Regions from separate parts of the Mus musculus genome. Here all the other regions are linked to region 1. The links are chromatin contacts, called in public HiChIP or PLAC-seq and promoter capture Hi-C maps. All regions are on one chromosome and are shown on one strand. The core of a region is the stretch at or near the end of the contact, and the rest is flanking DNA. Distances in the headings are between cores, read along the strand shown. Region 1 holds the start of Cbx2 (chromobox 2). Region 2 overlaps Rbfox3 (RNA binding protein, fox-1 homolog (C. elegans) 3). Region 3 overlaps Rnf213 (ring finger protein 213). Region 4 holds the start of Rnf213 (ring finger protein 213). Region 5 overlaps Rbfox3 (RNA binding protein, fox-1 homolog (C. elegans) 3). Region 6 holds the start of Eif4a3 (eukaryotic translation initiation factor 4A3).

Region 1 (3,761 bases), core at 559-3,058:
AGTAGACAGTGAGGACCCTGGTGTCCAGGGCTCATACCAGTCTGGTCAGACCGCTGCTAAAGACTCGCTTCAGTATCTAGTGTTGCTGGCACCGGTCAACGCAGATTAGCTGCTTATGAAATAAATGAAAGAACCAGTCTAACTTATCCTACTACGCCAAAGATGTGAGTCAGAGATGCCACAAATTCTGAATCACGCCTTGGCTGCATTGATAATGGCTCCGTTCCAGTCAAGTCTGTTGTATCTGTTTCTCCAAATTAATTATTTTAACTACTCTCTCCCCCAACTAGGTTTTCATGGTTGGACAGATAAGATATATGACAGACATATTTCAGGTAAAGAGACTTATTTTTTTCCAATGTGTTCATATTAGGTTCTTGGCTACTTCTCGCCAAACAAGAAAGAACTGTATTTTTAAAGTTCTTTGCTCTTAAAAAATAAGTAAGCAACTGTGTTGGTATACCCTGTTCCAGAAAGGGAATAGTGGGCAGATTCTAACAGTAAATGTGACACCCCATAGAATCCCGAAGCGCAAGCAGCAGTTGAAATGGATCCAGCTATTTATAGGATTACAATAAGCACACCTTTGTACAGCGCAACCATTTACTGCCCAGCTGATCTGAACAGGGACAAAAAGAGCTGTCTGGGAGACTTCAGCGGCTCTCTTCCCCCTTGCTTCATCCACTACTGCACCAAGCACCTAAATGAGCAATCATTGCGCTCTCAAGAAGGAAAAAAGAAGGAAAAAAAATGTCTCTTTCCCTGCCCCCTCTGCAAACAGCTGCGAGCTCTTTCCAAAGCAGATTTAACCAACCAACTAAACTGAAGAATACCCTAAAACCCAGTGGTTTCCCGATATTCGTTTCTTAGGGCAGAAAGCTTTACAACCAAAAGATATTACTCCTTCATAAATAGGTTCACGGTTACGTGAAGACAAGGTCCTACAAAGGTGTGACTTTGGATTCGCAGCCTGTTCAAGAAAGAGGCAAAACCAGAAAGCGAATTTTCATTGGATTCTGCTTTATTAAATGAGAGAACGCTTCTTTCATCATGTGCTTGACTCGCTTCAAAACTTACAAAGGAGACTGTTCAACGGAATTTATGTCTGAGCGGGAAAATAAATGGGTAGGGCGCCTAAGCCATGGCGACCTGGGAGGACCGGGGCCACCCCTGGAAATTGATCCAAAGGACTTTACTAGCAGAGCTAGCAAGCAGTGACAAGAATCCAGTTACACCCAAGTCTGCACACCGATCCCTCTGGCCCACGTCGACGTCACCAAAATCGTGAAATAAACTAAGAAAAAAATCAAGTTGGTTGTGTCCCCACGCGCGTACTAAAAGTCGGGGAACTAGGTCCCATTTTCACAACTCTTTAGTTAAGAGTTCGGAGTTCAGTCTTCTTCCAGTGACCTGAATTTTTCATCTACAACCTTAAGTAGAGTTTCGAGGCTCCTTTTTCGGTGTCCCCTCCCGAACCCCGTACTTTTCCACTCTTTTTGTACCCCTGACTGGTAGAGGACTAGTGGGGAGCAGCGCCCCTCACTGGCGGGGGCAAGAAGCGCCGCGTGCTCCCCGCTTCGCCGCCCTCTGGCCAAACAATAGCTTTCCGCAGGGACCTGCGATCCGGAGCGGCCGGACCCCAGGATTCCCGGAGCACGCAGCCTCCCGACACAGTGCAGAGAGCGCCCAACCCCACGGACTGGTCCCCGCCGCGGCTACCACGAACAATGCGCGCCCCGCCCCGCGCGCCCGGCGCGCCTATTGGCCCGGCGGCTGCGGGTAGAGCAGCGCGGGCGACTCCGGCGCGCGTGCGCGGGGCGGGGCGCGGCGGGGGCGGCGCTTTGTGTGCAGCAGTGAGCCGGGGTCTGCGGGGCGCGGGCCGCGGCGGGCGGCGGCATGGAGGAGCTGAGCAGCGTGGGCGAGCAGGTCTTCGCCGCCGAGTGCATCCTGAGCAAGCGGCTCCGCAAGGTGCGTGAGCCCCCGCCCGCTCCCCGCGTGCGCCTGGCGCTCTGCGGGGCTAACCGCCCGCTCTTATCTCTCCGCAGGGCAAGCTGGAGTACCTGGTCAAGTGGCGCGGCTGGTCCTCCAAGTGAGTCTCCGGTGCGCGGCCGCCTTCCCGCGCGCGCCTCCCGGCCTGGGTGGGAACCCTCGCATCGCAGGCCCGGGCGGGAAGTCCTGTGCCTCGGGACCCAGAGGACTCTGGCCGACTGGCGCTGCCCTTTGTTTACGAGCCCACGGGGAGCGAGCAGGGCGGCCTCCAGCCCCGAGTCCCTGGAGCCCGGCCCGCCTCCGCGCCGCGCGCTTCTGGCGCCCATTTGTTGCATGCGCCCCCGCCCAGGAGCTGGCCGCGGCTGGCGCGGGACGCGGGCCCCCTCCCCTTGCCCAAGTTATCCTGCTGTAACCTGAGCTTCCTACTGGTGGGAGGGCTCCCCCACCTACTCCTACCCCCGGCCCGAGCTTGCTTTCTTCTCAATGAGGGACGGGGACCCGGCCTTCTCCGGAAAGGGCTTCCTTTGTAGCTGCCCCGCCACCCTCCTTCCTGAGCCCCATCCCCTCCAGATACCACTCCCCAAACCCGGTGCCCTGCCCGCGCTCTCGGTGGTATCCTCCACTTTGTTCCGTCTGTGCCCCCCGGCTCCCCCTCCCCTACCTGCCTTCCCTCCCCTCCCTGGCTCCGGGCCAGGCCCAGGGGATTCCCTCGGCAGCTTTGCTCTTTGTTGGGGTTTGTTTTCCTCCCAGTGTAGACTGTCGAGTCCTCTCCTGGCCTGCTGGGGTTTGAGGTGGCAGTTTGCCTGTGGGTTTGAGGCTGGGATGCTAACTAACTTTAAGGACTTCTAAGACCTCAGAGGACAGCCTCTGCCGCAGTGCCCCTTGTCCCAGCGGGGCTGTGGGAGCTGTCCCCGGCAGCCCACCTGGATGCTGCTCACCAGCCCGCCCACCCCCCTTTGCTTTGCTTTTCCAGACACAACAGCTGGGAGCCAGAAGAGAACATTTTGGACCCGAGGCTGCTCCTAGCCTTCCAGAAGAAGTGAGAACTCTGGAGGAGGGGAGAGTTGGGTGGAATTGGCTGGTGACACAGTGGCCTGGGGCTGTGGTGTGGGGAAGCCTGTGGTGGAGCACTTTAAGGCCTCACAGACAGCCTCTGGTTTCTCTTGGCCTTTTCTGTGGAGTAGCTTTTGGTCGGCACTAATAGCACTTGAAGCTGGAAGCTTGTTGTAAAAAGCACACCTCTGCCCCTGCCACGGTGTGCGTGTGCCATGGTGCAGGAGAGGGAGGGCCCAGAGTGCAAAGTCATGTGTTTGATGTTTTGCCCAAGCCTTGAAAGTGCTGAGGTCACTTCTGTAATTACAGTTCTTACGTCCCGCCTCGGGGTGGGGGGGGGGGCACGACTCATTGAGATAAGGATCCTGTGAGATGGTGTTGGGAAGGGCATGTTGGGCTGGGGGACAGGGAGGTGGGTTTCACCGGCACCTTCCCTCTGCAATGCCTCTGTCCATAAAGCAGATGAATGTCTGCTCAGAAACCTCCCCAGCTGAGGTCAGTCGAGCGAGCTTGTTCTCTGGTAGCCCAGCCTGTGTTTCTCAGTGTTACAGGAGTGGGAAAGGGATAAGTTTTGGCAGGATGTGTGAGTGCTTGAGCCTGCTCGGATTCCTTTGGAAACGGATGGATAGATAGCAAGCAACATCCTCGCCTGTTAGACTGATGGCTTGGTCCTCACAGGAGCCAGCTTGGCACTGTGTAGAGCTGGTATGTTTCTCTGT
Region 2 (3,761 bases), core at 392-2,891, 450 kb before region 1:
ATAAGCGCTCCTCCTACCCAAAATGACTAGCCTGAGTCTCCACAAAACCTCCAATGGAGGCCAAGAAATAAACCTCTTCATTTCCAGTCAGCTGTGCACCCAGCTGCTGTTTCTTCATAGTCTGATCCTGACTCTGACCCTAACCAGCTTCTTGTGTGGGCACCCTGTCCCTCAGCCTCTCTCCTTCACACTAGCCCACTTCAGAAGGGGGTCCTATGGGAACCCTCTAACTGGGCTGAGCAAAGGAACAGAGACAGACAGCCGGAAGTTCTTAGGATCTCAGGCCTCCCCCTAGAAGCTACCCATTTATGTGGGTATACCAGAGGGCTGAGGTGTGAATTCACAACAGGGTAGCCCCAAGAGCATGGGGAGACAGGCCAGAGGTGTGGGCAGCCCTGGTGGGTGAGGCCAGAGTACTGCAGCCTCAGGACAGCTGTGGCCAAGCTGGCACCCAGAATCTTAACCTGGAGGGCCTGAGGGAGCCCAGGGAATCCCCTTTCTCTCCCTAGTGCAGGCCTGGCGCCCCCACCCCCCCATCCCGCACGGATTCCGCATTGGGTGGGATCGCAGGACCCCGCCCCCTGCGCCTCTGGCCAGCTGGCAGGCGGAAGCTGAGACTCTGCGCGCACCTCCCTAGGGGGCATCCTGGGGATGTAGGGGCTCCTAACCGCATGGTTTACTGTCCCTAAAAGCCTGCCAGCCTGAGATTCCTGCCCAGTAGACTGAAAAAGTCCAGCACAAGCCCCCTCCTGAGTCTGAGCTTCAAGGCCTAGCTTCTCTGTCCCACAGGCAGGTGGCCTGCCTCCCCAGAGGCCCGGTGCGCGGTCCGCGCTGCAGCACAGCCGTGCTCCCCAGCCGCCACCTCCCCGCGGCCCCTGGGCTTGCGCGACTCGGCCGAGAAAGGAGCCTGGCTACCCGTCTCCGAGTCCTCCGCGTCTCGGCACGAAGTTCCCCAAAGTAACCGGGTGTCCAGAACCCCTGCATCCTACCTTTGGGCTTCCCCCGAGACTCCGCCCGCCGCCCCCTCCCGCGCCTTTGAAAAAGTTGCGAGCGAAGCCCCAAACTACAGTCAGCCCCCCGACCCGGTACCGCTCGCGCCCCAGGCGCCCCCACGCTCCTCTGCCACTCAGGGGCGCAGTTCCCCCAACCCCAGCCCGGGCGCCATGACGCGAGGAGAGTCGCGGGGCCACCAGCGGCGGCGCGGAGGCGGCCAAGTGCGGGGCGTGGGCGGCGGCGCGGGGCGCACGTGCGCGGGACCGGGGGGCGCTCGGGCCGGGGGCGCTTACCTGTTGGAGGTAGAGGAAAGCGGGCGGGCATGGCACGGAGTGCGGGAGCATGCTGCCGGAGTTGGACAGCAGGAGGCAGCCCGAGTTCGCCATGGAGCACAGCATGGGGCGTCAGGGGGGCGCCCGGCGGCCGAGGCGGCTCTGCGCTCGCTGCGTCCCTCGGTGTGTGCGCGCGCCCTGCCTCCCGGGCGCCCTCCCGGTCTCTCCTCCTCCGGGCCTCCCCTCCCCCGCTTGGCGCTCGTTAGGAGGGAGGCATGGAAAGGGGAGCGGCGCGCCTCTGCCAGGGGCTGCCCCTGTCCGGGGCGGGGAGGCTTGAGAGCGCGCGCGAGAAGATGGAAAGAGGATGGATGCGCTGCGCGAGAGGATGGATGCGGGGAGAGGGGAGCCAGTCACTTTGGAGCCACCGGAGCCCTGTCTGCAAAGAGTGGTGCGTGTGCGTGTGTGAGTGTGCGCGTGTGCGCGCGTGTGTAGCGGTGGGAGGGGGAGTCCCTGGCGTACTCCAACATCAAACGGAGCCCCGCGCTTGGGGGAGAGAACCCGGCCTACGGCACCACTGCCGGTCCCGCACTTAACCCCTCGCCCGCCGTCCTGCGCCGGGCCGCTAGCCCTAGAACCCCTCCCGCGGGCCCTGCGCTCCCCTCCTCTGCCGGCGCGCAGCCTCTGCTCCCGGCGGCGGTAGGGTCTGGGACCTCCGTTGGCCCCCGATGGTCTAGGCTGCGGTGGAGAGGACAGTCTCTGCGGCCCACCGACCGGAAGGCGCTCGTTCTGCCTGCTTCAGAGAAGCGCCTCTCCTGAGGGAGGCCGGCTCCGCGGCGGGGAAGTCGGTGATGTAATGAGGGCATCTACGCAGAGGCTTCCGTGCTGGGAAGGCTTTTCCAGCTGCTCAGTGCCCAGAAGCCCAGCCAGAGCCCTCCGAGAGTCTCTCTTGCCCCTCTGTTGGCCTCTAGGCCCCATGAGACACCTCAACAGCCTGCCGCAGGCTTAGAATCCTGTGGATACTTAATATGGGGGTGGGCAACGAGGAACAGTGGCCATCGGGTACCCTTCCTGCCCCATCGTCAAATGTGCTGAATTTGGTGTGCACACTCCAGGCCTCAGAGATCACAGCACCCACTTTTTGGCTTCAGGCAGTGCTGGACAGAGGCCTTGGTTTGCCCCTCATAGCACCACTGCAGCCTGCCCGCATACACCCGCAGCTTTACAGCCACACACATCCGGGCCTGCGCCCCTCACATTCAGTTTTACCAAGACAAGCCACAGGTGAGCCCAGCTCCGAGTGAACTGTCTCCCACTGCCACTGTGAGAGGCAGCCCCAGGGGGCACGTGCACAGCCTCGCAGCCTACTGACATATACCACGTCCAAGAAGGGGCACCGCCAGGTACCACGTACAGCGGCTGTGGAACTCGGCTGCTGTGGAACTCAACAGCTTTACCCAGGCTCTGCCCTTGGAAGATGACTGGCTTGCTAGTTTACATGGGGTCCTCTAAAATGTTGTGTGAGCTCACTGAAGTTGTTTGTTGTCCCTGGGCTTCCCCCCCCCCCCTTTCAGACTTAGAGGTCAGGTCGGTTGATTATCGCCCCTACTGTGTAGCACATGGAGGACCGGTGTCAGAAGATGCATGGCTGAGTGTGGTCTCCCTCCAGGCACTGCCTGGGAAGTGACATTGCACAACTTGGATGGCCTCTTGTCAGGCATCCCTGACCCCCACACTCACTGCTACACACCCTGCAATTGACCTTCCCCTGAGAAGGAAGACTGGGAGGAGAGTAGCCAGGCAGCAGAGAGACCAGAGACAGGCAGCTGGTGGCTTACATTCACCTCCCCTTTCTCTTGCATTTCTCTGGAATGCTTTTGGGGTAGCTTAGGCGGAATGTGGGTTATGGACGTTCTCAGGCCACTTTTGTCTTCGTCAAGGGATAGGTCACTGTTTTGATCTCCCAGGCCTGGATAGTGGCAGGATAGCCTCAGCACCAAGGACTGGCACCTCTAGGGCATGATGCTTACAGCCACTTCTGTGAGCTGAGACCTTGGAGGCTGCCCCGCTGCTGATGCAGTGCCTAGAGTGGGTTTGGCTATTTCAGGACGATATACCAGTCCCCCTCCTGTTTCCACAGCCTGCTGTTTTACTGTCCTGTTTTACACCTGTCTGTCCTCTCAGAGTGGCTTTCAGTCAGCACTCCCTGCCCAGCAGGGAACTTGGGCAGCCAGGAGGGTTCACCCAGCGCTCCAGGCAGACCACCATGCAGCCACTGTCTGGGGAAGGAGCTATTGAACTAAATCATCTTTCCTGGAGTGAGCTCACGGTCTAGTGTGGAACCCAAATCTGCAGCCCAACAGCCACGAACACCAGGCCAGGGAAGCCTCCGCCTCCACCAGCCAGCCCACCACGTGCAGGCTCGCTGGGAGACGTGAAAAAGAATTAAATGAAATCTCCAGAAAGAGTTTGAACAGTGTGATTGTCTGACTTATTTCT
Region 3 (3,761 bases), core at 346-2,845, 400 kb after region 1:
GTCTTCAGGGGTACCTTGACTTTCGTTTCCCACAAAGCATTGCAACCCTTTAGATCAGAGCCTGCTGTCCTGACTGCTGCCGTCTCACCGTGCCGTGTGTTGCCTTTCCCCAGGAGCCAGCCCCTCCAGTTCATGCAGAGTAAGATGGCCCTGCTGCGCGTGGATGAGTACCTCTTCCGCTCCTGGCTCAGCGTGGTCCCTCTTGAAAGCTTATCTTCCTACTTGGAGAACTCCATAGACTACCTGAGTGATGTGCCCGTGAGGGTCCTGGACTGTTTGCAAGGGATTTCATACCGTCTTCCAGGGCTAAGGAAGATCTCAAACCAGAACATGAAGAAGGTGTGTTGTGGGGACAGGTTAGCAAGTGCTGGCTTAGGAAGAACAGGTTAACTGCCACAGGGCGGGGAGCACTCAGTGTTAGAGCAAAAGCCCGAGTCTCATCCTCAGCACCACAAGCCCAAGGAAAGAGAGGTGAGTGAGGGAGGAGTGAAAACACACACACACACACACACACACACACGAGAGGGGTGGGGTGGGGGTGGTGGTGGCGTGTAGATTTAGTCAGATGTAATGACGTTGGTTCTGCTAGGTGTGGTGATGTTTCCTGTGGGCAAAGGCTAGTTTGCCTGAGTTTATCAATAGCTTTTTCAACTTCTATCTTAATTTCTTTAAACAGCTGTGCTTGGTGGAACTCTAAGGCAGGGTGGGTGTGACCTGAGACACACAGAGAACATGGATCTATCAGGCTGGGTGATGGTCCATTTGGTAAAGTGCCTGCCTGCCACACAAGCTTGAGGATCTGAATGAATGGAACCACACTGACTCCCAGCACACTGTGGCCTGCACTTACAGGGGCCAGATCCTTGCTTACTGTCCAGCCACTTAACTGGTGATTTCCAAGCCAATGAGAGATGCTGTCTCAGAAGCAAATGGATGGCTTCTGAGCAAACACAGTCTACTACACACGTGTGAAAACACACACACACACACACACACACACACACACACACACACACACACACACACACACACAGGTATGCTCAGAAGACAGAAAGCCTTGTGATTTTGTATTGTGACTTTACTAATGTGAGGCAGAAGCGTAGCTGTTTGGAATCAGTGCTCTGTGTGTCCAGAGGCCTTTCTTTTCTTGGCTCAATCTCCACAAACACAGCCACGTCAAGATTACATCCTCCCTTCTCTTCACTGTCTTAGGATGTCGAGAACGTCTTTAAAATGCTGATGCACCTTGTGGACATTTATCAGCACAGGTAAGTAGAGAGGCCAAAGGCAGCTTTGTTTTCCACACAGCTCTGGGAGGAATGGTGGCTGTCCCTGCTGGCCACAGCTTCCTGCACACATGCTGCCTCACTGGGGAGATTGCAAACCAACACCACGCTTTCCAAGCCATGAAGCGCTGTGTGTCCAGCTCTGGCTGATCAAGGTTTGCCCCTGCTCCATTTGCTGTGTGTCCCTTCACGGTACTTCCCGAGTCCTGGCTTCCATCTGGAGGCAATCAGGCGTTTGGAGAAGTCAAACGTGATCGTATGACTTCCTGTTCCCCTGGCTCTGACCAGGAGCCGAGCACAGGCAGTTGGAGGAAGGGTGAGTTCTCTCTCACTGTTTGAGGGCTACAGTCCACACCGGTGGGGAAGCCCTGTCAGGGGAGCAGGAAGCAGGTCTCGAGCTGCATCTGAAGTCAGGAAGTGGGGAGAGACCAGTGCTGATGGTCAGATCTTTTTCTGCCTTGACTTCAGCCTGCAGCTGCCATGAGTTGGAGTCACAGACATTTGTTCTGTGGGGACCCAGACTTTAAGTCCTCCGATAGTACAGCAAGTGCTTTTGACTACTGAGCCCTTTCTCCAGCCTCCACCCCCTTTTTCTTTTGCAAACTGAGGATTGAAACCCAGCATGTCAGGCATGCTGAGTAGTTAAACCCCTGCTTGCCCCGTGTGCAAACACACTCAGTAAACACGAACCAGCACGTGTAGGCCAGGAGACACCCCACACAGAGGACCCGCTCTTTTTAATTTAACCTTTTTCTTCCCCTCTTCGCTATTCTCATTTCTCACCTATTTCAATGATTTCTCTGTACTTTTTTTGGGTAGGATCTTTGGGGAGAACCTGCTACAGATCTACTTGACTGAGTGTTTGACCCTCCATGAAACTGTCTGCAACATCACAGCTAACCACCAGTTCTTTGAGATTCCTGCCCTGTCTGCTGAGCTTATCTGTAAACTGCTTGAGCTCAGTCCTCCAGGGGTGAGTGGGACTTGTTCGTCTGACACTGTATTGGAGGCGTAGGCTTCCGGTAACCTCAATTTGAAAGGGAATCCGAGCTGATTCAGCCATGAGGGAGTTGACTGAGGCTCTCTGTTCCAGCTGAGCTCTCTCTGGGCTGGAGGCAGTTCTGGGGCTTGGGTTGGAGGGAGGGAGGGAGGTGGTAGGCCAGGCTTCTGATGTCCAAGGGCAAGCTAAAGAGCAGAACCCCACTGTTAACTGGGTACTTCTTTCCCACTGTTGACAGAACACACTGGGGACCATCCTACCCTGAGCACAGGTCCACTCCTTGTTTTCCCCTTGGGAACTTTAAGTTAAACTGAAGAGCAAAATTGGTGTCCCTAGAGGTGGCCCAGTACACCTGCACCTTCACCAGCTTGCAGTCCTTTGTGCTTGCCGGAGAGAGCTGCATTCCGTGGCTGCCTCGTCAGATCTTCCTACCTCTCTTTGAACTTGATTTTTTTTTTTTTTTTTTTTTTTGGTTTTTTGAGACAGGGTTTCTCTGTGTAGCCCTGGCTGTTCTGGAACTCACTCTGTAGACTAGGCTGGCCTCGAACTCAGAAGTCCACCTGCCTCTGCTGGGCGCCACCACGCCCGGCTTCTGAACTTGATTCTTCTTGTCACCTTCAGTTGCCTTGTGCAGCTGAGATAGTGTTCTCTCATTGTTGTGGGTCACTCCCCCACCTGAGTCTGTGCGCCTCCATTTGGAAATGCTAGCGGACTTTTTCACTGTCTTTTCACTGACTTTCTTCACAAACACAACTCTGACTTTATCGATGGGAGATAGATAGTTAAATGTATATTTTAATGTTATTCCTTTTAGTTTTTCTTTACAAAATTTATACTGCGTGTATGTATGCATGTATGTGCATTTGCATGTGCACGCATGAGTGTATGTGAGAAAGACCCAGACAGAGACAGAGACACAGAGCCCACACCATGGTCTGGGTCTGGAAGTCAGGACTACTTGTAAGAGTCAATTTTCTCCTTCCATCCTATGGGTTCTGGGGATCAGACTCAGGTCTTCTGGATCGATGGTGACTATAGATTTTGTAATCCCTCTCTTGTGTCTACAGCATACTGACGAGGGGCTGCCCGAAAAATCTTACGAAGACTTGGTGACAAGCACCCTTCAGGAGGCCCTGGCCACCACGAGAAACTGGCTGCGCAGCTTGTTTAAAAGTCGCATGCTCTCCATTAGCTCAGCCTATGTCCGACTTACCTATTCTGAAGAGATGGCGGTAAGCCTTCCCGGGAGCTACAAAGCTGCCAAAGGCATATAGGTGTGGACATAGGGGACTGGGGACCATCCCTACTGATCAAGGGCTGTGATCATGGCCTGAACTCTAGCCAGGGAGTTCCTTCTGTAAAGAAGGGACCTTGACAACCCATGGCCTGATGGGAAGTGATGCTGGGCCTGGCTGGTCCCTTTGCTGTGAGGTGATGGAGATACAGTGTCAGGAATGCTGCTTACAGCTGGGGAT
Region 4 (3,761 bases), core at 929-3,428, 370 kb after region 1:
CTGTATTTGCAGTTCTGAGCTGCAGTGCTGGGGCAGCCACACAGTTCCAGAGAGGGACCAAGGCAGACAGCACCACAGAAGGACTCTCAAAGTTTGAGGAGGCAAAATGACAGGAAGAAGCTGGAAGACTAGAGAGAGAGGCTGAGACAAGGGCATGGTAGGAGCAGAGGTTGAGAGAAGGAGATGCCATGGTTGCTAGAGAGCCAAAGCCGAGGGTGAAGAGCAGAGTGCTGACGCCCAGAGCGGGCACGCTAGCTGGACTGCTGGACCAGGGCTCAGTAAGCCTCTGCCTTGAACAAGATCAACAGCTTTCAACTGTGAACACACAGAGTGCAGACCTCTAGTTCTCAAGGATTTGCATCATAAACCTATGGTTTGGGAATAGGATGTGACCTCTGAAATCCCTAACAGAGTGCCCATCTGAGAGTTCATTCAGGCAGAGCAGATGCTCCTCTGGACAGCCACACCCTGCAACAGCACCTTACTGAGCCCCCCCCCCCCCCACCACACCACCACACACACAGATGGTAACAGGGTGTTTCTGAAGGAGCTCTGCTCTGTATTACATAAGACACCCATGGGTGGCTTTTCCAGCAAGCTAACAGGTTCGTCTCCCAGCCTCAGGAGGATAGTTCATGGCATGCCCTCCATGACTCCTTTCTCCAGGTGCTGATGAGTGGCTGAGAATCTCTTAGCTACTTTTCTGTTGCTATGATGGAACACCATGACTAAGGCAACTTATTAAAGAGATGGTTTGATTGGGCATATAGGTTCAGAGGGCTTAAGTTTATTATGATAGAGGCAGGGCACAGAGCCTGTGGCTGAGAGCTCACATCTGGATCTGAAAGCAGAGAGTATACTGGGCGTGGAATGGGCTTTTAAAACCTCAAAGCTGCCCCCAGTGACAAACCTCCTGTGGAAAAGGCCACACCTCCTACTTCTTCCCAAACAGTTCAATCAACAGGGGACCAAGTATTTGGACATATCAGCCCATGGAAGCCATTCTCACTCAACCCCACCACCCCCAGAGGAGGGAGGGAACCCATTAAGTGTAAAGAATGACCATAAGGAACAAACTAAGCCACAGGCGGTTCCAGAAGACTGTCTTTGGAGCTCCACTTGCATGCTGTGGCTCTAATACAACAACATAAATAAGTGCAATTAAAAAAAAAACTTTAAAAATCTGGGAAGATGAGGGTCTGGCCCCGAGGTGCATAGGAGGAAGACTTTGAGAGAGCTGCATGGAGGTTTGGGAACCGAGATCAGTTGGTACAGTGCTTGCTGAGCATCCAGAAGCCCTGGGTTCCATTCCAACATAAGACCAGCCATGGTGGTATGCACATGTAGCCCCAGCCCTTAAAACACAGGCAGGAAGTCGGGCGTGGTGGCGCACACCCTTAATCCCAGCACTCGGGAGGCAGAGGTAGGCAGATTTCTGAGTTCGAGGCCAGCCTGGTCTACAAAGTGAGTTCCAGGACAGCCAGAGAAACCCTGTCTCAAAAAACCAAACCAAATCAAACCCAAACCAACCAACCAACCAAACAAAAAGACACAGGTAGGAGGATCAGAAGTCCAGGGCCATCCTCAGATACTGTGGTACTTTAAACAAGAATGGCTCCCATAGGCTCAAGATATTTGAGTGCTTGGTCTCCCCACACTTGCTAATACTTAGTTAAAAAGCTTTGGGGGCAAAGGACATGACTGAGACTCACAGATGAGAAAGTGCAAGCACACAGTGTGGCCGTCCACTAGCAATGACTACTGCTAGCGGCTTTTGGTGGACTTCGATGTGATGGGTTGCCATCACTTCTTTGCCATCACTCTACTTTGCATGCACGCAACCTGTAGGTGAACACTCTTGCTGTCCTCCAGGTCCTTCTGTGGGTGGCTTCAGCTTGGCTAAATCCTGGATACTGTCCAAGGTGCTGGATGTCTGGGGCTAGAGGTTTGAACCTATCAATGGTCACCCATTCAGGGCGGTCCGTCCTGGTTGGGGGAGAATGTGCAACCCTGGTGCAAGAGCCAGTGAGATTTCGAAGGCCGTGGGCACGCAGCGGCTGTAGTCGCTCTGGACAAGCGAGCTAGGCCGGCGCCACCAGGCGGGGAATTCCAGCAAGGCTGTGCGCCAAGGAGGCGGAGGGGCGGCGCCGGCCCCGTGACCCCTCATCGAAGCGCGCCAGTCCGCGCGGGCGCATGGGCACTGCAGGTGCGAGCGAGGGGCTTCGGGGTTCCAGGATCTGGTGCTGGGCTAGGAGCGGGATGCAAGTCCAGGGGCAGTGACGCGAGGCCTAGGGTGCGGGATGTGGGTCTCAGGGACGCGCAGGGACCGGGGTGCAAGGTCCCGTTGGGCAGGGCGCGGGTGTTTCGGGCCAAGGGTCCACGGGGCGACATGCGGAGCTCTGGATGCTGTTTCATTGGGTGCCGGTCCTGCTAGGGAAGAGTGGGCCGGCGGCTCATGGCCCCTGTGGTCACAGTCCCTGAATGGTGCCTGCGTCCTGATGCGCCGGCGCCCAGCGGCCACTTCCTTCATGTTCCAAGTTTCGGTTTCACTGCAGGCAGCCGGTCCAGCCTGGCCCTGAGTCTCCGACCCCATTAACTCTCGGGTTGCGGACAGCGCTAGGTCGGCCCTGCTCCCCAGCAACACCCAGGAAGGTCGGGGACCCCCAACCTACACAACCCCGTGTCCTCGCGTAAAGCGGTCCCAGGCTCCGCCCCGGAATCTGCTCTCACCAACTGCAGCAGAACTTTTGCGAGCCAGATGTCTGCCCTCACCAACTGAAGCCAGAACTTTTTCGTGCCAGGCGTCTGTGCCCAGGGCGCTGATCTTACCTAGGTCAAAGCCGGGAGCCTCCCCTGTCCCCGAAGCTGCAGCGAGAGGTGCGCTCGCTCGCAATGGGCTAGCCCAAACCCATCTGCTTTTTTCTTAGTCTAGCCCGGGCGGGGGGTGGAGGGGAGGCACGGGAAGGGTCCTCTAGCTGGTGGAAAGGAGAGGCGGTGCCGCTGGCCGCTCACTTGTGCAAGGCTGCCTCTAGTCCGGGCTTCGCAGTTTCCAGGGGGGGAGGCACGGGAAGGGTCCTCTAGCTGGTGGAAAGGAGAGGCGGTGCCGCTGGCCGCTTACTTGTGCAAGGCTGCCTCTAGTCCAGGCTTCTCAGTTTCCTGAGCAGCACTAGAGAACTGACTTAGGTGGTGTTGGCTTTGGGCACACCAACCGAAAATTGTAGTAGGAGATAACCTGCCACCCCGTGGTGTGTTTCAGTTTGTTCTGTGAGACTCATGGTTTGAGAAGCAGAACTTTCTTTCTCCTCCTCCGCCCCCCCATTTTGTTTTTGTTATTGTTGTTTGTTTGTTTGTTTTTTTGGCCTTCAAGACCCGGTTTCTTTATAGCCCCTGCCTGACGTGGAACTCACTCTGTAGACCAGGCTGGCCTCGAACTCACAGATCTGTCCTGCTCGGCCTCCCCAGATTAAAGGCATGCACCACCACTACCCACGAAAAGCAGAGCTTTCTTAAAAGAAATTTACATCTCTCAAGAGAGGACAGAGGGCTGAGGCAGACCACACTTTTACCTGAGAAAGCACTTGTTCAATGCCACCACCTTGTCTAGCTCCCAACCTTCATGAAGCCTGTGACCCCAGTTCTCAGCCTCTGCCCTTTCCTGTAGCTCCTGTTTGCTAGAAAGCCTCCAGTCCCAACTCCCATTCTTAACCATTCTTAGTTTGTGGGTTGCCCACAAAGGATACATAGTTACTCTTGTGTTTCCC
Region 5 (3,761 bases), core at 907-3,406, 270 kb before region 1:
ATATTTGAACACGTACACATGAATTTTAATGTGATTATGTGTGTGAATGAACTGCTACCTTGGCCTATGAGTATATATGTATAAATAAATGTGATAGATATCTGAGTGTATACTTTGTATGAGTGTGTGTGATATGTATGCACAGGCTGAATACATGATATCTATGTGAGCACTGATATGAACATGTATGTGCATGTGAATGCTACATGTATGTATGAGTGAATGAATATGCAGATATAAATGCATGTGGAACATATGCACGTGTTGCATGTTTGTGTATATGTGTATGTATATATGAATTTCTTGGCAAATCTTCACACGTTGAATATATGTGTGTACATGAGTCTGTGGTAGTTATGTATATGTGAGTGTACATAAAGATATGTATGTGATATATAAGCATATATGAACATGTAGTGTATATATACTCAGGTATGTACACATATATTTATACACATGTCTTGGTGTAGTGGGACATGGGGAGGTGTGGACATTCAGGTTATTGCCTGAGTGGCTTGCATGGCTGCTTCAGGAGCTGTGGGAAGCTACCCAACGCACCTGCTGTCAGGTAGAGGCACCTGGCCAGCAGGCTTTCTTCCAAGTGTGGCCAGTTCAGAGCCAAGGCCAGTGGGAACAAGCGCCCCAGTGATGGCCGAGATGCAGCTACAGTAAGAGACACTTTGGTGGGTGGATGCCTAGACAAGGGCAGGGATAGGTAACGAAAGGCAGCCTGCTAGGAACTGCAGCCAAGCACTGAGGCCTGAGGGCAGGGAGCACGCCCACCTGCATGTCTGGTCTGCACCATCCTTCCGGGACCTGGCCGGCATCCACGCACATTGACTTCCTCAGGGTGGACTGCTGGCGTCCATCTGCCCCTCTGCCAGTGGCTTGGGCTCTGTGCCCAGGCGCCCCCACCTGCCTGGCACAGCAGGAGGCAGAAAGGATGGGAACCTGACCAGCTACCCATGCAGGTGGAATGGGTCTCTGTCGAGCAGGTCCAGTGAGCATGGGGGGCATGGCAGTGCTCCCAACAGGATAGTAATGTTGGAATTAAAGTTCCAGTAAGCCCATTTAAAAGACACACAAACCAGGTGTTTTATTTATAAACCACATGCTTACATTGGGCAGATCTAGGGCTGTTTTAACTTATTCCCCAGCTATAAAGCCCCTTGTTACTTGCTGCTTCTCCTGGCCATGTGGGTCTGGTTCATTGTAGCTTCCTCCTCTCTGTCCATCCTTTCTCCCCCTCTCCCTGAAACCTCCTCTCAAATCTACAGTCTCACCTTACTCCCTCACTGTCCAATCATAGGCTATAGCTTTTTATTGACCAGTTACATTGAGAAGAAGGTTCGCAAGGCATCTCTTGAGTATGAGAGTATCTGCTTGTCATCGGGGGCAACCACACCTTGAGGAACCAGTTTTAACTGTAAGATGCAAGCAGCATCCACTACAGGGTAGGGATAGACAAGAAGAATAAGGTGGTCCAGGCTGCAGGACAGAAGAGTCCCACAGGTGTACCAGCCGCATATTTGCAGTTTCCCAGGTCCTGGAGCCTCACAGAAGACTTCCGAGGCATCTGGGGTGGGGAGTGAGGCTCCCCAGATGCTAGGGCCCCTTGCCCACCTCAGGGACTTGCAGGCTACATTTTCCAATAAAATGCAAATCAGCAATTGCCTTACTGAAGAACTAGGGGGAAAAAATCAGTGTAAACAAAATCTCTGTTGCCATGGAGACCATTAAAAATAGACTGCCTGCCCTCCCCCTTCTTTCTGGGTAACGTGCTGCCGAGTTCCTTCACAACACATTATTATTACTTTTTAATTATGAATAATTTCCCCTTTTCCTTGCAAAGATGGATTAATGCACAGAATCCCCAATGTATGCCCCTCAGAATGGACCCATTCCAGCACGGGCACACTGGTGGGCACCATGTTTATGCACAGGGTGAAGGGAGACCTATCCATGCTCATTGCACCTGCTGCCTTCTTTCTCTTGGCCTCATGCCTGTGTGTCAGTCGGTCTGCTGTCTGCCTGTCTGTCTGCCAGCTGCTCCAGTTCAGGTTACAATCTGGAGAGTGCCAGAGCAAGCCAGGAGAGAGCCTCCGGGTAGCACTGTGTGGAAAGAGGCAGACCCAGAGGAGAGTGCCCCACCCCAGGGAAATCCCCTAGCATGTATGATCTCATACCATCTGGGCAGAGTGGGGTCCTGTGGCATGATGCTCAGGCCAGTGGCTCATTGTCAGCATCTGTGCTTTCAGCCCAGGCAGCTGCTAATCGCCTGTGGTTAGGAGGAGCCATTTAGCCACAGCCTGGCAGTGGGCTGAAGACAGCTAAGGTGGCCCTCAACTCCTCGAAGGCATGAGTGACAGCCACAGGAGAGAGAGGTCACTGTAGTCCCTTTGTCCCCAGAGGGTTCCCAACCACTGATCGGCCAGCTGCCTGCACACAGGCCAGCAGATGAGCAATGACTACCAAACTCAGGAATAGTGACTACCACTGCACAAACGAGATGGAACCTCATCCCACCCTCCCAGGGTGTGATTTCATCTCAGAATTCTGAGTCTTCCGGGTTCAAGTGGCTGCCCAGAGACAGCCCATCCTCTCTACCACCTCCACAACAGACATCAGCGCCCCATTGACCCGAGACCCCAGCCAATATTTCAGACCCCAAGGTGACCAGCTGAAGCCTAGCAAACTGGGGCAGGATCTCCATTGTTTTATATGCAGATATATTTCTAAAGAACCAATGCCTGGTGCAGGCGTGCTTGTCAGGGCCTAGAGACATCCTAACCCCAGGCTTGTGTCTGACCAGACCAAGGCCTTCTTACATTCTTGTGGCATATCTGGGTCATTATTGAGTGGAGGGGACCTGTGTGGCTTTGAGGCTGACCCCACTTGCTGTTGACAGGCTCTGTGAGTCCTAGAACCTGGAAGGTTTCAGTTCATCATACGTCACAACAACAACAGTAGGGAAAGAAGAGCCTCCTGGGTACCACAGTCCCATATACAATGTGGTTCAGTTATGACATCAGGCCTCCACACACGTGCAGACATGCATACAAGCATGCACAGACATATCTCATCACACACGCACACACACATGAGAGAGAGAGAGAGAAGGTTAAGAGGAAAGGGGAGCATTCTGACTCACGTGACAGCATACATACGTCTTGAAGATGTATTTGATGAAATGACTCCCAGAGATCCCTGAAGGGTCTCTCTCAGGACTCCTAGCTCGCAGAAACAGAAAGGAGGAGGAAGGGGGTGGATGGAGATGGGGAGGGGGATGGGAGCCAGAGAATCATTTGTTCTGGAACTGGATGGTGACAATTGTCACTTAACCCTGAGTTCATATGGTATCTTGAACTGAAGACATAACACTAGGTTTTATTATTAAATAGATTTTAACACAGTTATGAAATAAAAACCCATATTTGAGTGTACATAGGGCTGGAGGCCAGAAGGCAGCCTCATGTGTTGTTTCTCAGGACCATCTCCTTGGTTTTTGAGACAGGGTCTCCTCTTACTGCGACCTGGAGCTTGCCTATTAGACCACGTTGTCTGGCCAGTGAGCCCCAGGAGCCGTCTGTCTCTGCCTTCAGGTGCTAGGATTATAAGCAGGCACCCATCACACTTGGCTTTCACTTGGGTGCTCATGATCAAACTTAGCTCCTCACACTTGTGTGCAAGCACTTTACATACTGAGCCATCTTCCCAGCCCTAAAAATACGTTTTAAAAGTGACTGGGTCATGGCTGGCCT
Region 6 (3,761 bases), core at 568-3,067, 280 kb after region 1:
CCCCGTGCTTGCCTGCAGGCAGCCCCATCCTAGGTACCTACCACCCCACCTGCTGGGCATTACCACCAGCAATGAGAACAGAATGAAGACTACACAAGGCTGTGCACCCTGTTAGTCCCAGCAGAGAGGCTGAGCAGGCGGATCTCTATGAATTCAAGGCCAGCTGGTCTACAGAGTGTTCCAGGACAGACAAGACTATGTAGAGACCTGTCTCAAAACAAACAACAACAAAAACACAAGTACTTTCCAAATAAGCAGACATAATTTATACAGAAAAGATGTTGTTGGTTTGCTTTGGTGTGTGTGGGGGTGGTGGGGGGGTGGTGAGGGGTTGTTCAAGATAGGGTTTCTCTAAGTAACAGAGCCCTGGCTATCTTGAACTCACTTTGTAGACTGACCTCTGTCTCCCAAGTGCTGGGATTAAAGCTGTGAGACTGGCTTGTTGTAGTTTATTTTTACACTCTTTTAAGATGTAGCTAGTGACACTTGCCAGCTCAACACAGGACTTGTAATGCTATTCTTGGCTGCCAACTTGCCTACATCTGGGATTACCGAAAACCCAAGCTGGGTATCATTAAAAATGGGAGGGACCAATCTTCCTGGTCTAGTGAGTTCCAGGGCAGCTAGGGCTAGGTAGAGACCCTACCTCAAAACAACAACAACAACAACAATCCTGGCTTGGTGTGGCACACCTTTAACCCCACCATCTGGGAGGCAGAGGCAGGGAATCTCTGAGTTTGAGGCCAGCCTGGTCTACAAAGAATTCCAGGACGGCCAGGGCTCCAAAGAGAAAGTCTCAAAAAAAAAAAGGAAAAAAGAAAAGGACAGAAACAAAAAGACAAAGCTCATTTGGCCTCCCTTAAATGCTCCTAAACACACACCAGCAGCATGACCGACCATTCACTCAAAAAAAAAAAAAAAAAAAAAAAATCCAGCTCCAACTCAACGACAACATCAGCATCTCTCTTCTACAGTCCGGCCATCACCCCCGCCTCCTCTTCTAACTCCAAATCCAGACACCAAGATAAACTTTCAAACTGTAAGCCCGATCCTGTCAATTTTGCTTAGAGCCCTGCAGTGGCTTCCAGCGGTATTTAGGAATGAATCTCAAAATCTTTACCCAGGCGTTTAAAACATGACAGGGGGTTCTTTTTCTGTTCCTGGCACAGGTCTGGCCATGGCTTCGAGAAGCCAGGGTCACCCTGGTGATTATGAACGCCTCTGGGAGCTCTCTCTCGGCTCTTTTAACTGTCCCCTACCAATCTACCTACTCTACCCAGCTGCTCATTCTCTTGTTTTCCCAATTCCCACCGCCTGAAGCACTTTGGCTTCGTGTTTTTCGCCTCCCTAGAAAGCTTTAAACTCCCTAAGGCGAGAACCCACCAGACTTAGAGCCGCGACTTCCCCATCAAAGCTCGGGGCACCTCGGGGGACACACATGGCGATCCGCTCGCTACACGAGCCACTGAAGAGCCTGGCTGACTGCAGCCCCGGGGGAGCAGGCCGGAGCTCTGGGGCGGAGCCGCTCGTCGCCGCCGGGCCTAACCCCGTCCTACCGGGGCCCGGCCCCCAACCTCCCCCGCCTCGAGGCCCGCGCCCCACCGTAGGCGTAGATGCCGCGCAGCAGGTCCTCTCGCAGGCCCATGGTGTCGAACGTGGGGGTCACGTCCACCTCCTCGCTCGTCTCGAACTCCACTTTGGTCATGTCCTCCTCTTTGAGCAGCCGCTTCCGCGCCGAGCCAGACGTCGCCATCGTGGCGTTAGCCGCCATGATCCGGATTCCGCAGAAAGACAACTGCAAGCCGCGGCGGGAACCGGATGTAAGGCGCGCGCCGCCGGCCCGGTCGGGAGGAAGTGACGCGCCGCAGCGCCGCGGAAGAGCGTCAAGAGGGGCGGAAGGCACGGCGCTCCAGGTCTCGCGATATTCCGCGCTCCGCGGGATTCGGCGAGAGGCTGGGCTTGCCGTCGCTAAGCGCCTGCGGCTCTCCGTACTCTCGGCTCCTTGGATGTCCGCAGCCGGCTCGGGATAGGGATGTGGGTCTCTGGGAGGAGCAAGACGGACGCCAGGGTGTCCCCGAGGGTACGGGGCAAGGGAAGATGGCACCGCCCGATGGGCTCCGCGCTCCTTCGCAGCTGACTGCGTTGCCATGGCAACCGCAGCGCTAAGCGGCGGGAGAATCAAGCTGCTCGCCCGGGGTGGCTGGGGAAATCAGTGGGGACCGAGGGGAGAGCAGGGGCCGCCTAAGCTGCCATCACATCTGAGAATCCTTCAGAGCCGCTGACCCCAGTCACTCTGAAGAATCCTGATTTTCAACGTAGGCTCCACAAGGGCTTTGCTCCTTACTGGGGCACGTCTGTCTGTCTGTTTTGTTTGTTTCTGAGGGTGGATCGAGCCGTACCCCGAGTTCTAGCAAACATTCATTTGCACTTGGCCTCTTTCCTTTTTTCTGCTTTTGAGGAAAGATGACTAAATCGTTAAGAGCCGTTACTCCTCTTCCAGGGAACCTTGTTATGCTCCAGCGCTTAGACCGTGTGACTCACAACAGCCTGTCTTCCCCAGCTCCAAGCGATCCAGTACTTCTGGCCTCTGTGGGGGCCACACTCACACAAACACACACTAACACAAATCTTTTAAAGCTACTATAAGAAACCTCATTTTGTGTAGATATGTTTCGTTATAACCAGATTATCTTTTCATGGAGAAGTTGTGGGTTGCAGTATGTCCGCCCAAAAATAAATAAATAAATAAATAAATAAATAAAACAAGTTATCACCTCCTTCCCTAGAGAGCTCTGCTCTTGCTCTGGTATCAGGATTTGTCCAGACCAGGTAAACGATTGAAGACACAGAGCTGGCCACCCTTCTGGGACTAAACAACTGAGTTCCAAGTTCTCTTGCCTTCTCACTCCACAAGGATTTATTCCTGGTGCTCATGCAGTTTGGCAAGCCTGACTTTAAGGGTGGTTTTGCAATCTCTGCTGTAAAGTACACGTGGATTTTAATGACCTCCTAAGAAAAGAATGGAAAGTCTCCATTTCATACTGCCTGTTGAAATGAGTCTAATTATAGTTTGGGGATACTGTTTAAAATGCAGCTTAATTGCACTGTTTGTTACTTCATCAGATGTAACAACTAAAAAGGGCTTTATTGTGTTCCTATTGGGCCACTCTGCTCACATATCTTTGCCTATTGTGTCTGCGTATATTTGTGTATGTTCCTATGGTATGTGTGAGGGGGCAGACCCGTGCTACAGATGCAGATGCAGAGGTCGGGGGACAAATGTGGAGAGTGTGTTCTTTTCTCCCACCTTTAGTGAATTCCAGGATCAAACTCACTGGGGTCATCCCTTAACACAAGCTGTCTTCCCACCTTGCTGTAATTTCTTAGAGTACCCAAGTGATTTGAAGACCTTGGTTTTCTGTAAATCAGTAAGCAGCTGTAATCTATCAGTTATGAACAGTATGCCTTTGTCACTTGCCTTGTTAAAAGTATCTGGTCGACTTGGTTACATTGTATTTTATGCATAAATATCCACGTAAAAGCAACAGTCAAGACTAAGGTGGTGTGTATATACCCTGTGACCCCAGCACTTGGGTGGTGGAGGCAGGAGTGCCCAGAGATTGAGGCCAGAATGGCCTAGGTAAAGACACCGTCTTTATCAAAACAAACCACAGTAAGGGCTAGAAGGATGGCTCAGCGGTTAAGTGCACTTGCGGCTCTTGCGGACGCAGATTCAGTTCCCAGCACGGCTTTCATATAAC

What was found. Promoter capture Hi-C pulls out the DNA fragments that hold promoters and counts their contacts. HiChIP or PLAC-seq counts read pairs in DNA pulled down with a chosen protein or histone mark.
Region 2: a promoter capture Hi-C map of hippocampal neurons shows a contact between it and region 1, with 3 times the contacts expected there. The contact joins the enhancer-like site here to the promoter of Cbx2 in region 1. A contact is called at or near these places in 3 of 39 promoter capture datasets (embryonic stem cells, hippocampal neurons and stem cell-derived epiblast-like cells), 3 of 484 Hi-C or Micro-C datasets (all in embryonic stem cells) and 5 of 115 datasets of contacts at active chromatin or transcription factors (embryonic forebrain, embryonic midbrain, embryonic stem cells and 2 more).
Region 3: a contact with region 1 is called in a promoter capture Hi-C map of pre-B cells, with 2.0 times the contacts expected there. The contact joins the enhancer-like site here to the promoter of Cbx2 in region 1. A contact is called at or near these places in 2 of 39 promoter capture datasets (hippocampal neurons and pre-B cells), 4 of 484 Hi-C or Micro-C datasets (embryonic stem cells and myocytes), 1 of 115 datasets of contacts at active chromatin or transcription factors (large pre-B cells) and 1 of 9 other capture datasets (liver).
Region 4: a contact with region 1 is called in a FOXA1 HiChIP or PLAC-seq map of pancreatic cancer cells. The contact joins the promoter of Rnf213 here to the promoter of Cbx2 in region 1. A contact is called at or near these places in 1 of 39 promoter capture datasets (the C10 cell line), 5 of 484 Hi-C or Micro-C datasets (embryonic stem cells and myocytes), 2 of 115 datasets of contacts at active chromatin or transcription factors (embryonic stem cells and pancreatic cancer cells) and 1 of 9 other capture datasets (liver).
Region 5: a contact with region 1 is called in an H3K4me3 HiChIP or PLAC-seq map of forebrain, with 3 times the contacts expected there. The contact joins the enhancer-like site here to the promoter of Cbx2 in region 1. A contact is called at or near these places in 2 of 484 Hi-C or Micro-C datasets (the N1E-115 cell line and cerebellar granule neurons) and 4 of 115 datasets of contacts at active chromatin or transcription factors (embryonic basal ganglia, embryonic forebrain, embryonic midbrain and 1 more).
Region 6: a contact with region 1 is called in an H3K27ac HiChIP or PLAC-seq map of extraembryonic endoderm stem cells, with 7 times the contacts expected there. The contact joins the promoter of Eif4a3 here to the promoter of Cbx2 in region 1. A contact is called at or near these places in 7 of 39 promoter capture datasets (the 3T3-L1 cell line, cranial neural crest, frontonasal cranial neural crest and 3 more), 2 of 484 Hi-C or Micro-C datasets (embryonic stem cells and rod photoreceptor), 9 of 115 datasets of contacts at active chromatin or transcription factors (craniofacial prominence, embryonic forebrain, embryonic limb bud and 5 more) and 1 of 9 other capture datasets (liver).

What each region holds. Positions count from the first base shown.
Region 1 is chr11:119,021,213-119,024,973 of GRCm38.p6, forward strand. Cbx2 (chromobox 2) reads left to right here and starts at 1,809. Exons shown (of 5, transcript NM_007623.3): 1 at 1,809-1,968; 2 at 2,046-2,089; 3 at 2,963-3,028. The coding sequence starts at 1,897. Gm35829 (a long non-coding RNA gene) reads right to left here and starts at 2,627. Exons shown (of 3, transcript XR_389218.4): 1 at 2,061-2,627.
Region 2 is chr11:118,568,265-118,572,025 of GRCm38.p6, forward strand. The region is part of intron 4 of Rbfox3 (RNA binding protein, fox-1 homolog (C. elegans) 3); the gene reads right to left. Among named protein-coding and RNA genes, the nearest start is that of Engase, 93 kb to the left of the region's middle. Within about 2 kb of position 1,642, at least 37 of the 459 cell types and tissues checked have an H3K27ac peak or open chromatin away from gene starts, as enhancers often do. A contact at or near this core is called in hippocampal neurons, where this site is marked.
Region 3 is chr11:119,417,961-119,421,721 of GRCm38.p6, forward strand. It overlaps Rnf213 (ring finger protein 213), which reads left to right. Exons shown (of 68, transcript NM_001040005.3): 12 at 114-339; 13 at 1,213-1,268; 14 at 2,106-2,259; 15 at 3,354-3,518. Among named protein-coding and RNA genes, the nearest start is that of Mir1932, 29 kb to the left of the region's middle. Within about 2 kb of position 1,596, at least 56 of the 459 cell types and tissues checked have an H3K27ac peak or open chromatin away from gene starts, as enhancers often do. A contact at or near this core is called in pre-B cells, where this site is marked.
Region 4 is chr11:119,387,921-119,391,681 of GRCm38.p6, forward strand. It overlaps Rnf213 (ring finger protein 213), which reads left to right and starts at 2,179. Exons shown (of 68, transcript NM_001040005.3): 1 at 2,179-2,206. Mir1932 (microRNA 1932) reads left to right here and starts at 2,552; the gene lies at 2,552-2,641.
Region 5 is chr11:118,750,340-118,754,100 of GRCm38.p6, forward strand. The region is part of intron 2 of Rbfox3 (RNA binding protein, fox-1 homolog (C. elegans) 3); the gene reads right to left. Among named protein-coding and RNA genes, the nearest start is that of Gm11750, 33 kb to the right of the region's middle. Within about 2 kb of position 2,157, at least 17 of the 459 cell types and tissues checked have an H3K27ac peak or open chromatin away from gene starts, as enhancers often do. A contact at or near this core is called in cerebellar granule neurons and forebrain, where this site is marked.
Region 6 is chr11:119,298,226-119,301,986 of GRCm38.p6, forward strand. Eif4a3 (eukaryotic translation initiation factor 4A3) reads right to left here and starts at 1,818. Exons shown (of 12, transcript NM_138669.1): 1 at 1,603-1,818. The coding sequence starts at 1,771.